3 separate regions of the Sus scrofa genome follow, and regions 2 and 3 are each linked to region 1. The links are chromatin contacts, called in public HiChIP or PLAC-seq and promoter capture Hi-C maps. All regions are on one chromosome and are shown on one strand. The core of a region is the stretch at or near the end of the contact, and the rest is flanking DNA. Distances in the headings are between cores, read along the strand shown.

Region 1 (3,799 bases), core at 889-3,388:
GGGAACTCCCCCCTCTCCCACTCTTGCCTGCTCCAGCTGTGGGCCTGATCTTCCCAATGACAGTCCTGCTCTTGCTTCTGTTCCTAATTGTCTGCATAGAGCCTAAAGGGCCAAGAGACCAAGGGGCCGACTCAGGGAGCTGTGTGAGTGGCTGTCACTGTGACCCTGACAGCTTCTTCTTTTCCAGATATGACCCATACAGCAAAATCCTGTCCAGAGAGCACTATGACCACCAGCGCATGCAGGCCAACCGCCAAGAAGCCATAGCCACTGCCCGCTCAGCTAAATCCTGGGGCCTTATCCTGGGCACTTTGGGCCGCCAGGGCAGTCCCAAGATTCTGGAGGTCAGAGGACTCGGGATGGCCTCTCGAGGAGGAAACTAACTGGAAACCCAGTTGGGAAAATCAGTAGGCTGAGGGATTTAGCCTTGGCTGCTTGATCATGAGGACCCCAGCTTTCCTGCCTCTCCCAACAGCACCTGGAATCTCGACTTCGGGCCTTGGGATTTCCCTTCGTGAGGCTGCTGCTCTCTGAGATCTTCCCCAGCAAACTTAGCCTTCTTCCTGAGGTGGATGTGTACGTTTCCCCACCTTACCTATCTAGCTGTATGACTCTGGGTGAAGAAGCTTAGAATCTGGGTCCTGCCCAGCACCTACAGAAGGCTGGAGTTGGGGGGATTGCTTCCGTGGTCATGAAAGAGCACTCGTCCAGCAGGGGCTGCCTTTGGCTATGGGTCATGCCTACTTTGTCTGGCTTGGGAGCTCACAGGCAATGGCAGCATCAGTCACAAGATGAGTCTCTGAGGGGTGGTTAGCACCTGCACTCTTCAGGTGGAATCACTGGAGTTTGATTCTGGGGATACTATTACAAATAAACTGCCCAAGCCCTTCCTTTAGAAAGCTCATGGTCAGTGGAGGAAGCAGAAGAAAGCAAGCAACACTGTTGTGTGGGTTTTTTTTTGTTTGTTTGTTTTGTTTTTTTTTTTTTAAGTCTTTTTAGGGCTGTATCTGCGACATATGGAAGTCCCCAGGCTAGGGATGGAATTGGAGCTGTAGCTGCTGGCCTAATCACAGCCACAGCAGCATGGGATCCACGCAGCATCTGCAGCTCAGGGCGATGCCAGATCGTTAATCTACTGAGGCCAGACCAGGAATCGAACCTGAGTCCTCATGCAGTTGGGTTCGTTAACCACTGAGCCATGAAAGGAACTCTAAACAGCAGGGACAGTCTTTTCTTTAGAATTAATGTTAAGCATTCACTGGATGTTTTGGGGATACAGTCATGTTCTTGAGCATGCTGCCCGGGAAAGGGGTGTCCCCCCTCTGTGGATCTGACCTGATTTCCCTTCCCAGGTGGGTGCAGGTGGCATGTCCACGCCTCTCCATTGACTGGGGCACAGCTTTCCCCAAGCCGCTGCTCACACCCTATGAGGTAACTTTAAGTTTTGAAAATCCCTGGGAGAGGGTGGACTTTGTACTTGGTTCTGTCGAGGGAGGGAGGGATCCCAGTGGGGTGGGGTGGGTGGGCAGCACTTGGTTACAGCTGAGCCACTTCCTAGCTGTATGGTAAGGCCCTTCCCCTCTCTGAACCTTACGTTTCCTTTCTGTGCTATGGGGATAATACGGCCTTGCAAGTCCACCCTAAAGATTGAATTAAATAATCCTGCATAGAAAGATGTTGGCAAATGTTACTGTCCCGTTTTCCTCTCCAAGGCGGCAGTGGCCCTGAGGGACATTTCCTGGCAGCAACCCTACCCCATGGACTTCTACGCTGGCAGCTCCTTGGGGCCATGGACGGTGAACCACGGGCGGGAGCGGCCACTCCAAGCCGCGGGCCGGCTGGCGCTGGAAGAGGTAGGAAGGGATCCCACGCAGGGCGGAGAGGCCTGGGCGTGGCCAGGCATTGACCGCCTCCCTGGAGACGTGAGGCGAAGCCGCCACCCTGCGGCCGCTACGGAAAATGCACCGCAGCGGGCTGGGGGACGGCTCACCAGCGGGACCCTGACCAAAGTCTACGACCTCAGGTGCAGGAGGGGTCCGCGCGCCCCTCTCCAGCCGGGGCTTGCGATGCTTGCAGCTGCAGGGACGAGAAGGTGGCGCCGCTCGCTCCCTGAGACGCTCCTTGGCCCCAGGTACCCACCCCAGCTCTGGCCGCGCCACACCCTCTTCCCGGTTGCCATGCCAACAACCTCTCCCTCTGAGGCCCACCTCCTGGGTGGTGCAGGCGTTGGGTCCCGCCCTTCGTGTTCGACTTCCGCTCGGGGAAAGGCCGTTTCCGGCCCCTCTGGCGCCTGCCGCGCATTATGGCCGCGCGGTCGCCTTTGCGGGTCCTGTGCTTGGCGGGCTTCCGGCAGAGCGAGCGGGGCTTCCGCGAGAAGACCGGAGCGTTGCGGAAAGCGCTGCGGGGCCGCGCCGAGCTCGTGTGCCTCAGCGGCCCGCACCCGGTCTTGGACACAGCGAGCTCCGAGGGCGCCGGGCTAGACGCCGGTGAGCAGGTCCCCGCCCGGAAATGCGTCCCGAGTCATCTCTGTCTTGCCTTGTCCCTGTAAAACCTGTCCGCATACCGCCACCCTGTCCCTCCCCTCCTCAGTCCTGCCCCATTCCCACTTCTCTTTGCCCACCTCTCGCATTCCAGCGCCTCCTCACACTCCAGCCTGGCCCTCCCAGTGTGACCTCTGTCTCCCCTCCGGCTCAGTCAGCTCCCCGCCTCATTATCTCCAGACTTTTTTCTCTACCTGAGCCGCCTCTCTTTCCCTCTCATTCCCAAACCCTCCCTCACTCCCTTCCTCATATCTTTCCCCAGGATTCCCCCCCTGCCCTAACTCTGTTCTCTCCCCTTTAGGGCCCTGCCCTGCGGAGGAGCAGCCTCGAGGTTGGTGGTTTTCAGAACAGGAGGCTGACGTTTTCTCAGCTCTGGAAGAGCCCACCGTGTGCCGAGGTCTGGAGGAAGCCCTGGGAACGGTGGCACAGGCACTGAAGAAACTGGGGCCTTTTGATGGGATCCTTGGTTTCAGCCAGGGGGCCGCGCTAGCAGCCCTTGTGTGTGCTCTTGGACAAGCTGGAGATCCCCGCTTCCCTTTGCCCCGGTTTATCATCCTGGTGTCTGGCTTCTGTCCCCGGGGTCTTGGCCTCAAGGAACCCATCCTGCAGGGCCCCTTGTCATTGCCTTCGCTCCATGTTTTTGGGGACACCGACCGCGTCATCCCCTCTCAGGAGAGCATGCAGCTGTGTAGCCGGTTCGCTGGAGCTATCACCCTCACCCACTCGGGGGGCCACTTCATTCCAGCCGCAGCACCTCAGCGCCAGGCCTACCTCAAGTTCTTGGACCAGTTCTCAGAGTAAAGATCAACAAAACCTTTGGCTCTGCATACCCTCTCCACCCCCACCCCCAGTGGGGACACATGACCTTGGTGCAGCCTTTATCATCTCTGCCCTCCCCCACTGTCCCCTACCTGGGGCCTCCACTGCTGTTAGTGCTCCTCACCATCACTAATCAAGAGACAAGTATCAAATTATACAAGTCCAGCTCTGCACTCGAGAAGGGGCTTAGGAGACCCTAATGGACTTTGACCTCAGCATCTGATATTCAAACATGAAAAAGGTCAGTGGAGCCCTGGATGAGTAGAGGGTGGCCCAGGAAAGGCAGAGACTGGCAAGCACTGTGACTGCCACACAATAAAGTGGTGATTGGATTTTGAGCATCTTTTTTCCTGATACAGGAAAGCCTGTTTTATTTTTTTTAAGTCTGGGAGTTCCCTGGTGGTGCAACAGTTTAAGGATCCAGTTTTGTCACTGTTGGG
Region 2 (3,799 bases), core at 483-2,982, 300 kb before region 1:
GAGGGCAGGAGCTGTGTGATTTCTGTCCTCCAGGGCCCGCACAGTGCCCTGCACACGACCCCGTGGATACAGCAATGACCCAAAGAATGAGGCAAGTGGGAGCTCCCTGTGGCAGTGGGTTAAGGATCCGGCCGTTGTCACTGCAGTGGCCTGGGTCGCTGCTGTGGCGCGGGTTGATCCCTGGCCCGGGTACTTACACATCCTGAGGGTGTGGCCAAAAAACAAAAAAAGGCAGATCAGGAGCGGGTGTGAGTGGTGTCCCAGCCTCCAGCCCCGTCCAGCGCCCTTACCGCTGGAAGTAGGCCAACTCCTCCTTCAGCAGAAACACGTTGGCTTTGAGCTCATTCCGCTCCTGAAGGATCTGCTCAACCTCCGCTCGACTGAAGCTGCACTGCCCCACCTTGGGGGGGCGCCCTGGCTGCGGCGGGGCGTCCGTCTGCGGAAAGACAGGTGTGGGGGCGCCGCGGCTGGAGCTGATGTGCCCCCCGCGACCCGCTGGGAGACTTGAGAGGCCAGGGCACTCCAAGGGATGCCAGACCAGTGCTCTGGCTCGTACCGCCTTCCAATTTCCCGGTGGCCCGGCTACGCAGCACAGCAAACCTTTCCCGAGCGCCCACGAGTCCCTGACCACCTATGGCACTCACCGGGTTCTCAGGGGTCCCCTGGGTTCCGGCGTCGGGGGCCCCCCGCTCGGGCTCTTGACCCTGCTCACCCACGGGACCTCCGGCCTGGCCCCGCGCCCGCTCTGGAGGCGGCCCCACGGCCGCTTCGCGCTGCAGCTCTCGCTCGCTCTCGCGGTCCCGCGCGGCGCGCAGCTGGGTTTCCACGGCGGCCAGCTTGTGCCGCAACTCCGCATTCACCAGCAGGAGGCGCTGCAGCTGCTCCTGCAACTGTGGGCGGAGCAAAGGCGGTGGCTGGTGGGCGGGGCGACGGGGGCCGGGAGAGCCCCGCCTCCCGTAGTCGGCCCCGCCCCGCCCTCACCGCCTCGGTCTCCTGGCTGCGCTGCAGCAAGTCACGGTTGTGAGCTCGGAGTTCGTCTCTCTGGCGGTCGGTCACCTCCTTGAGCTGCCGCAGCAGAGCGCGCTCTTCTGAGGAAGGGGCGTTCTTAGGTGTGGCCCTCAGCGGAGCCGCCCCGCCGTGCCCCGATCCCGGCGCGTCCGTACTCACCCTGTGGCCCAGAGCGCAACTCTATACGGAGGCGCTCGTTCTCCTCCCGCAGCCGCCGCAGCTCCAGTTCGGCCTGCTGCGCCGATACCTGCAGCTGGGGGAGGCCAGGCTCTCAGGGTCAGGCCCCGCCGACCCCTCGGGTGGCGAGGGGAGCTGGCCGTGACTCACCGAGTCTGGGGCGGGCCCGACGGCCGCCTTTTCCAGAAGCTCCAGCGCCCTCACCACGAGCGGCACGAGCCCGGCCGCAGCCTCCGGCCCGAAGCGGCGCGCCAGCTCCTTCAGCTCAGTGCCCAGGGCCCCCGCTAGGTGGTACACGAGCTCCGCGGCCGTCCCGGACCCCGCGTCCACCCGAGGCCCCCAGTCGTGCGCCCCAGGAGCCACCCTCCTGGGCTCCATGTCTCCCAAGGCGACTGGGGCTGCGACACCCTCCCCACGCCCCCAACTAGGGCAGGAAAAAAACAAAGTCCCGGCCCAGGAAGCAGTTTAGGGCAGTAGAGGGCGGAGTAGAAGTGACAAGGGAGGAGCAACTAAGGGAAAAGGCCTGGCAAGGGAGTCTCTGTGCCCTGGGCCCAGTCCTGTTCAAGCCCCCAAGGTCACAGGAAGCAGGACAGCCAACTTCCAGCCAGGCGGCCTGGAGCTGAGGCTCAGGGCTCTAAGTGGTCACTTTTGTCAAGCCCTCCCCGCAGTGCCCAAGCCAGGCTCCACCCCTGTGTCTGGAGTCACTGGGCCTGACTTGGCCGCCAGCTCAACAGGAGGAGGTGAGAGGTAGGAGGGTTGTCACTGCCTCAGCAGTGCCAGCCAACTGTCCAGCCCCGTGCCTGTTTCCAAGATGGACTGAGAGTGACGCAAAGCCTTAAGGGGCTAGGCTGGATACCACAGTGGCAGAGGACAAGCCAGGAGCTTATACACTCAAAACAGCAGCAACTGCTCAAGAGATGTTGAAAAGGGGTGAGGGTTTGCAAGTATTTTGAAGGGACATCGGCCTGTGTGGTCATGGTGGCAACAGTGTGACGGTCCAAGTCCCCTTTAGTTCTGAGTCTAGAGGATACTTACCCCCACAGCTCCCTGAACAGCGGGCCTCAAGAACCAGTCCCACGCCCTGCTGTCAACAAGTCCTGCCTATTATCCCTACATCCAGAATTTGAGCTCAGGGTAAAAAAAAAAAAACCTCAAAAACCCCTATTTATACAAAATTTATTATTATACTTTGTTCAGAATTACAAGTCACAGGAGATCAACAACATAATAAGCACAAATAGAGGAAAAAGGGGCCAAGCTGCTGAATGTCACCAGCTTGTCTGTGGGGGTAAAACGCTCTAGCCTTAGGGGAGTCTGAAGCAGGGGGTGAGGGGACAGCTAGGCATAGAGGTCCTCTCGGTCCGCAGAGTAGACCTCACCCTCCTGCAGGAGAGCGAAGTTGAGGAAGTGGGAAGGTCGGTGCACCTCGTGGTAGAACTCTTTGGGGTTTGCCAGCTGCAGCTCATACTTCATGTTGGGATCATGCCGGACACCTTGGAGTAGAAGGAAATGTCTCATGTGGACAAGGTCCACCTGCCTCATCCAGCCTGGGCCATCTCCAAACCAGAGTCTGGCCCTAAGGACTAAGGGTGGTGGCCTAACCCCAGCCTCACTTCCAGCCCCGCTCCCCGCCTGCAATGCCCCACATACCCATAAAGTTGTAGTTCCATGAGGACTGGGCAGGGACCATAAAGAAGCCAAGGAAGCGGTCTGACAGTAGCATCTGGACCCTCTCGTAGTGCGACGGTAGGTAGCCCTTGGGGTTGTTGCCCTTGTCTGTGTTCTGGCGGCCCCACTCATAGCCACTGGGGGTCAGCTTGTAGGCTGTCAGGGTGCAGGAGCCTGGTGTGAAGCTGAGGAGGGATGGGGACAGAGTCAGAGCTCAGGCCACCGTCTGGGTTCTAACCTGGAATGTCTACCCCACCACACTTCCTCCCAAGGGGGCCCAAGCCCACCTGCAGGTGATGATGATGGTCTTCTCGCCATCCCAAGATGGGTTGTCAGCCATGATCTTGGCATGGGTGGTGACATCCTGGGGTGATAGCTGGGGGGACTCGTTGGGCTGTGTATGAATCCAACCTAAGGGTTCCATTTCCTATTGGTAGAGCAGTGAAGTTACTTTGAGCCTTGTCCGCAGCCAGGAATCCCACCCATTAGAGTAACATCCTGCCTTCCCTCCACCACTCTGAGAGCAGAGGGCCCCAGTTCACCTGCACCCCCACTGACCTTGAGGTACTCGTGCTGGGGCAGCTGGCCAGGCAGATGCACGGTCTGGTGAGTGCCCCACTGTGGCACCATCACGATGCAGCGGATCTCCTTCACCTGGGGGTTATCTGGTGGACTCACCCCATACAGGTACCCTGCAATCTAGAGACGAGGAGGTCAAAAACCAAAGATTCTTAGTACCAACCCAGACGCGTGACTGTCAGCTGTGTCTCATTCGCTTCTCCAAGAACAAGAACAGAGTTTCTCAAAATGCGGTCAGAATCTCCTGCATCAGAAACACCCAGGGTTAAGGAATTCCCTTGCGTCATGGGTCTGGCATTTTTGTCACTGCTGTGGTGAGGGTTCCATCCCTGGCCCAGGAAATTCCACATGCTGTGGTTTCAGCCAA
Region 3 (3,799 bases), core at 331-2,830, 260 kb before region 1:
AGTCCAACAGCTGCAGCACTAATTCAATCCCTAGCCGGGGAACTTCCATACACCACAGGTGCAGCCCTAAAATAAAAAAAGAAAAAGGAGTTCCCGTCGTGGCGCAGTGGTTAACGAATCCGACTAGGAACCAGGAGGTTGCGGGTTCGATCCCTGGCCTTGCTCAGTGGGTTAAGGATCCGGCATTGCCGTGAGCTGTGGTGTAGGTTGCAGACGCGGCTCGGATCCCGAGCTGCTGTGGCTGTGGCGTAGGCCAGCAGCTACAGCTCCGATTAGACCCCTAGCCTGGGAACTTCCATATGCCGCAAAAGCGGCCCAAGAAATGGCAAAAAGACCAAAAAAAAAAGAAAAGAAAAAAAACAAAAAAGGAGCATCACTAGAAGATCTCGTAATTCTAACAGAATCCTAGTGGTTTTCTCCCTTCTTTGATCAAGATGGGCTGTCGCTGAAGATTAAGGACCCAAAACGATAGAGCAGCTATCCAGGACTGCGATTTACGGGACAGGGCAGAGTCCAAATGAAATAACTTCAGGATGTTCCTTACCCCAGGTAGACCCTTTTGTCATGGCGAAACTTCCTGTTGGTCATGTCCCCATGGTCTCGAATGATCTTCCTAACATGTTCTGGAGGCATGTCTTCCTTCTGAGCATCCACAAATCCAAACTTCCGCTTTTCGGCATAGCGCTTGGCCTGCAACTGCTGCCATTTTCGAGCTACAAAAACACCTCAGTTTTAAGGACTGCACACCCTTAGCCTAATCACCCCCTACTTCTTGCCCTAGGCTAAGCGCCCACCAGGATGCATGACAAAAGGGTGGGCACCTAGCAGGAGCACTCCCTGCCAGCTCTCTTGACAACTCGCTCTGCTTAAACCCTTTAACGGCAGGGGTTTTGCCTGAAAAGCTATTGTATCCCCCTTGTTTGGATCAGTGCCTGCAAACAGTAGACACTTTTTTTTTTAACCGATAGTTTTAAAGACTTGAATAGATGAAAAAAAAAAATAAGGGCTAATAAGTGCACTAAGACCTAATGTTTTGACACACTTGCCAAAACCTGGAAGGGGTCAAACCACCACGCGCGCACGCGCACACCCGCCCCCAGGCGCCGCTCCCGCACACTTTCTTCACCTTTCTCCTGCAGCTTCTCCTCCGACATGTAGTCTGGCAGCGGAGCTAGAGGGCCGGGAACCGGGTTGCCCGGCCCTCGGTAAGGAAACACTCCGGCCATTCCCGGAGAATCTGGGGAAACGGCAGAAGAAAAAAATTAACGAGGAAGAGGGCCCAGGCCCACAGAAGGCGCAGCAGGAACACGTCAAGACCCTCGGCCTGCAGTCCCGCCTCGCTCAATGTGCGCCCAGCCGGGCTGGATCCTTCCGGCCGCTCAGCCGGACCCCCACCGCACCTCCCACGGCCCGGCCTTTAAAGCCCGCCACGCACCCCCACAGCCCCTCACACAGACAGCCGCTTTCCGCTCAGGGCAATGGCGGCAAGCCTACGTCCGCTCCGCGTTCCCACAGCCAGGAAGTGCGCAACCCAAGTTCAGCAGTTGATCCAATAGGCACCGGTGTGATCAGAAGGATTACCGAGCTCACCAATTAGAGATGCAAGTCGGGCCAGAGGGGCGGGTCCACGGACGGAAGTATTTGAACGCGAGGGGGTGTGCGCCATATAGGCGCAAGCCCCGCCTCCTGCGTTTCTGAAGCTGTTTCTGTGCCTTCTGCTGTAGGGCCGCAGGAAACGAAAGCTTCGGAAGATCGAATAAATTTGTCGAATTTTGTACATTATTCTGTGTCTAGTCTCATGTATGTAGACTTGAGGTTCAGCACTAGCTCTGAGTCAGGCAGTCTTTTGTTTATGCATTCGTTCATTCAACCATCATTTATTGAGTGCCCACTGTTGTGTTAGGAATTAAGAATAAGGGATGGGGAAGCCAAGCTCACAAGGTAGCTGGGAGGTAGAATTAGAACCCAGGCTCTCACAATCAGATGTGATGGGAATTCGGGGGCAGGGCTTTTTCTTCTTTTTTTTCTTTTTTTTTGTCTTTTTAGGGCCACGCCCACGGTATGATATATGGAGGTTCACCGGCTGGAGGTCGAATGGCAGCTGTAGCTGCTGGGCCTATGCCACAGCAGCGCGGGATCCGGCAACTCCGGATCCTTAACCCTGAGGGAGGCCAGGGGTGGAATCTGAGTCCTCATGGATGCTAGTCAGATGTGTTACCCACTGAGCCACTATGGGACCTCCTGTTATCTGTTTGTTTGTTTGTTTTTTAATTTTATGGCCATACCCACGTCATATGGAAGTTCCAGGGCCAGGAATTGAATCTGAACTACTGCTGCGCCCTATGCCATAGCTGACTTGTGCTGAGCAGAGGATGGAGCCCTGACCTCTGCAGCCACTGGAGCTGTTACAGATGAATTCTTAACCCCGTGCCCCTCCGTGTGACTTCCCGAGGCAGAGCGTTTAACTCTGCCTAAGATGTCAAGGAGGAGTTAGTTGATGAACCTACAGAAATAAAAGATGCTTTGGGGAACAACATTGCCAGGTGTACCCCACCTTCATTCCTATTTTCTCTCTCTGGCAATGGTTACGCTATAGACCATATAATGAATACACTATAAACGCTTCTTGACTCCCTGAGGCTCTTTCTCATCTTGCTGCCTGAATTGCCCTCCATCTCCTGCTTTCTTGGTTTCACCTCCCATCCCTCTTGCTCTATCTTTTTGATAACAACTTTGGTTTGTTTGTTTTGCCTTTTTTTTTCTTTTGAGGGCTGCACCTGCAGCATATGGAGGTTCCCAGGCTAGGGGTCAAATCGGAGCTGTAGCTGCCAGCCTATGCCACAGCCACAGCAATGCCAGATCCAAGCCACGTCTGCGATCTACACCACAGCTCACCGCAATGCCAGATCCTTAACCCACTGAGCAAGGCCAGGGATCGAACCCGAAACCTCATGGTTCCTAGTCAGATTCGTTTCCACTGTGCCATGACGGGAATTCCATTTTTTGATAACAACTTTGAATGGATAAATTTGTTTGAACTCACACCAAGTTTATTGTGGGGGATACCGAAAAATTGTAACCCATACGGCCTCTCCATCTAGTTGAGAATTTAGGACTCGAAGGAGAAAATGAGAAAAATGCAAAGAAGGGTCCAGGCAAATGCTGGCTGGTGGCGAGGTTCATAACTTCAAAGAAGAGAGAGGAGCATTATTAAACACGCAGTGGAGGAGTTCCTGTTGTGGGTCAGTATCCATGAGGACTTGGGTTCCATCCCCAAGCCCCGCTCAGTGGGTGAAGGATCCTGTGTTGCTGTGAGCTGTGGTGTAAGTCACAGATGTGGCTCATGTCTGACATGGCTGTGGCATAGGCTTGCAGCTGCATCTCTTGACTCAACCCCTAGTCTGGGAACTTCCATATGCCTCAGGTGTGGCCCTAAAAAGCCAGGAAAAAAAAAAACACACAAAAATACGTGATCGAGGTGGGTGAATATGAAGGATTTGAGGAGGTAAAGACAGAGGAAGGAAAAAGGAATCCCAGGTGGTGGTGACTGCGAGAGTTTGAGTTTAGAAAGAGGAACAAGGATAGCATGTTCTGAAAACAACCAGCCAATTCATCTCTCAGCAATAGAAAGCCCAGCGTTATCTTCATCATGCTCATCACCGTCGTCAGGGCCCTTTACCACTTGTATGAGGTTTACTTTGTGCCAGGCATTATTCTAGACTCTGGCAAAATCCTAATATTGTCTTTCTTGTTAACGGTTAACATTGTCCCAACCCATGTCAATCTCCTAGTTTTGATT

What was found. Promoter capture Hi-C pulls out the DNA fragments that hold promoters and counts their contacts. HiChIP or PLAC-seq counts read pairs in DNA pulled down with a chosen protein or histone mark.
Region 2: an H3K27ac HiChIP or PLAC-seq map of alveolar macrophages shows a contact between it and region 1. The contact joins the promoter of RILP here to the promoter of OVCA2 in region 1. A contact is called at or near these places in 3 of 47 Hi-C or Micro-C datasets (embryonic fibroblasts, omental adipose tissue and subcutaneous adipose tissue) and 1 of 2 datasets of contacts at active chromatin or transcription factors (alveolar macrophages).
Region 3: a promoter capture Hi-C map of fetal liver shows a contact between it and region 1, with 2.6 times the contacts expected there. The contact joins the promoter of PRPF8 here to the promoter of OVCA2 in region 1. A contact is called at or near these places in 1 of 5 promoter capture datasets (fetal liver), 2 of 47 Hi-C or Micro-C datasets (heart right ventricle and liver) and 1 of 2 datasets of contacts at active chromatin or transcription factors (alveolar macrophages).

Annotation. Positions count from the first base shown.
Region 1 is chr12:48,154,461-48,158,259 of Sscrofa11.1, forward strand. It overlaps OVCA2 (esterase OVCA2), which reads left to right and starts at 2,139. Exons shown (of 3, transcript XR_002337309.1): 1 at 2,139-2,486; 2 at 2,842-3,600. It overlaps DPH1 (2-(3-amino-3-carboxypropyl)histidine synthase subunit 1), which reads left to right. Exons shown (of 13, transcript XM_021067606.1): 8 at 188-344; 9 at 476-576; 10 at 1,353-1,431; 11 at 1,713-1,853; 12 at 2,024-2,131; 13 at 2,842-2,976. The coding sequence ends at 2,113.
Region 2 is chr12:47,858,697-47,862,495 of Sscrofa11.1, forward strand. It overlaps RILP (rab-interacting lysosomal protein), which reads right to left and starts at 1,733. Exons shown (of 17, transcript XM_013990001.2): 1 at 1,336-1,733; 2 at 1,168-1,261; 3 at 982-1,088; 4 at 645-890; 5 at 291-436. The coding sequence starts at 1,563. It overlaps SCARF1 (scavenger receptor class F member 1), which reads right to left and starts at 1,747. Exons shown (of 17, transcript XM_003358192.4): 1 at 1,336-1,747; 2 at 1,168-1,261; 3 at 982-1,088; 4 at 291-890. PRPF8 (pre-mRNA-processing-splicing factor 8) reads right to left here. Exons shown (of 43, transcript XM_021067568.1): 40 at 3,412-3,552; 41 at 3,141-3,280; 42 at 2,836-3,038; 43 at 2,345-2,678. The coding sequence ends at 2,524.
Region 3 is chr12:47,893,706-47,897,504 of Sscrofa11.1, forward strand. It overlaps PRPF8 (pre-mRNA-processing-splicing factor 8), which reads right to left and starts at 1,581. Exons shown (of 43, transcript XM_021067568.1): 1 at 1,436-1,581; 2 at 1,127-1,237; 3 at 545-713. The coding sequence starts at 1,226.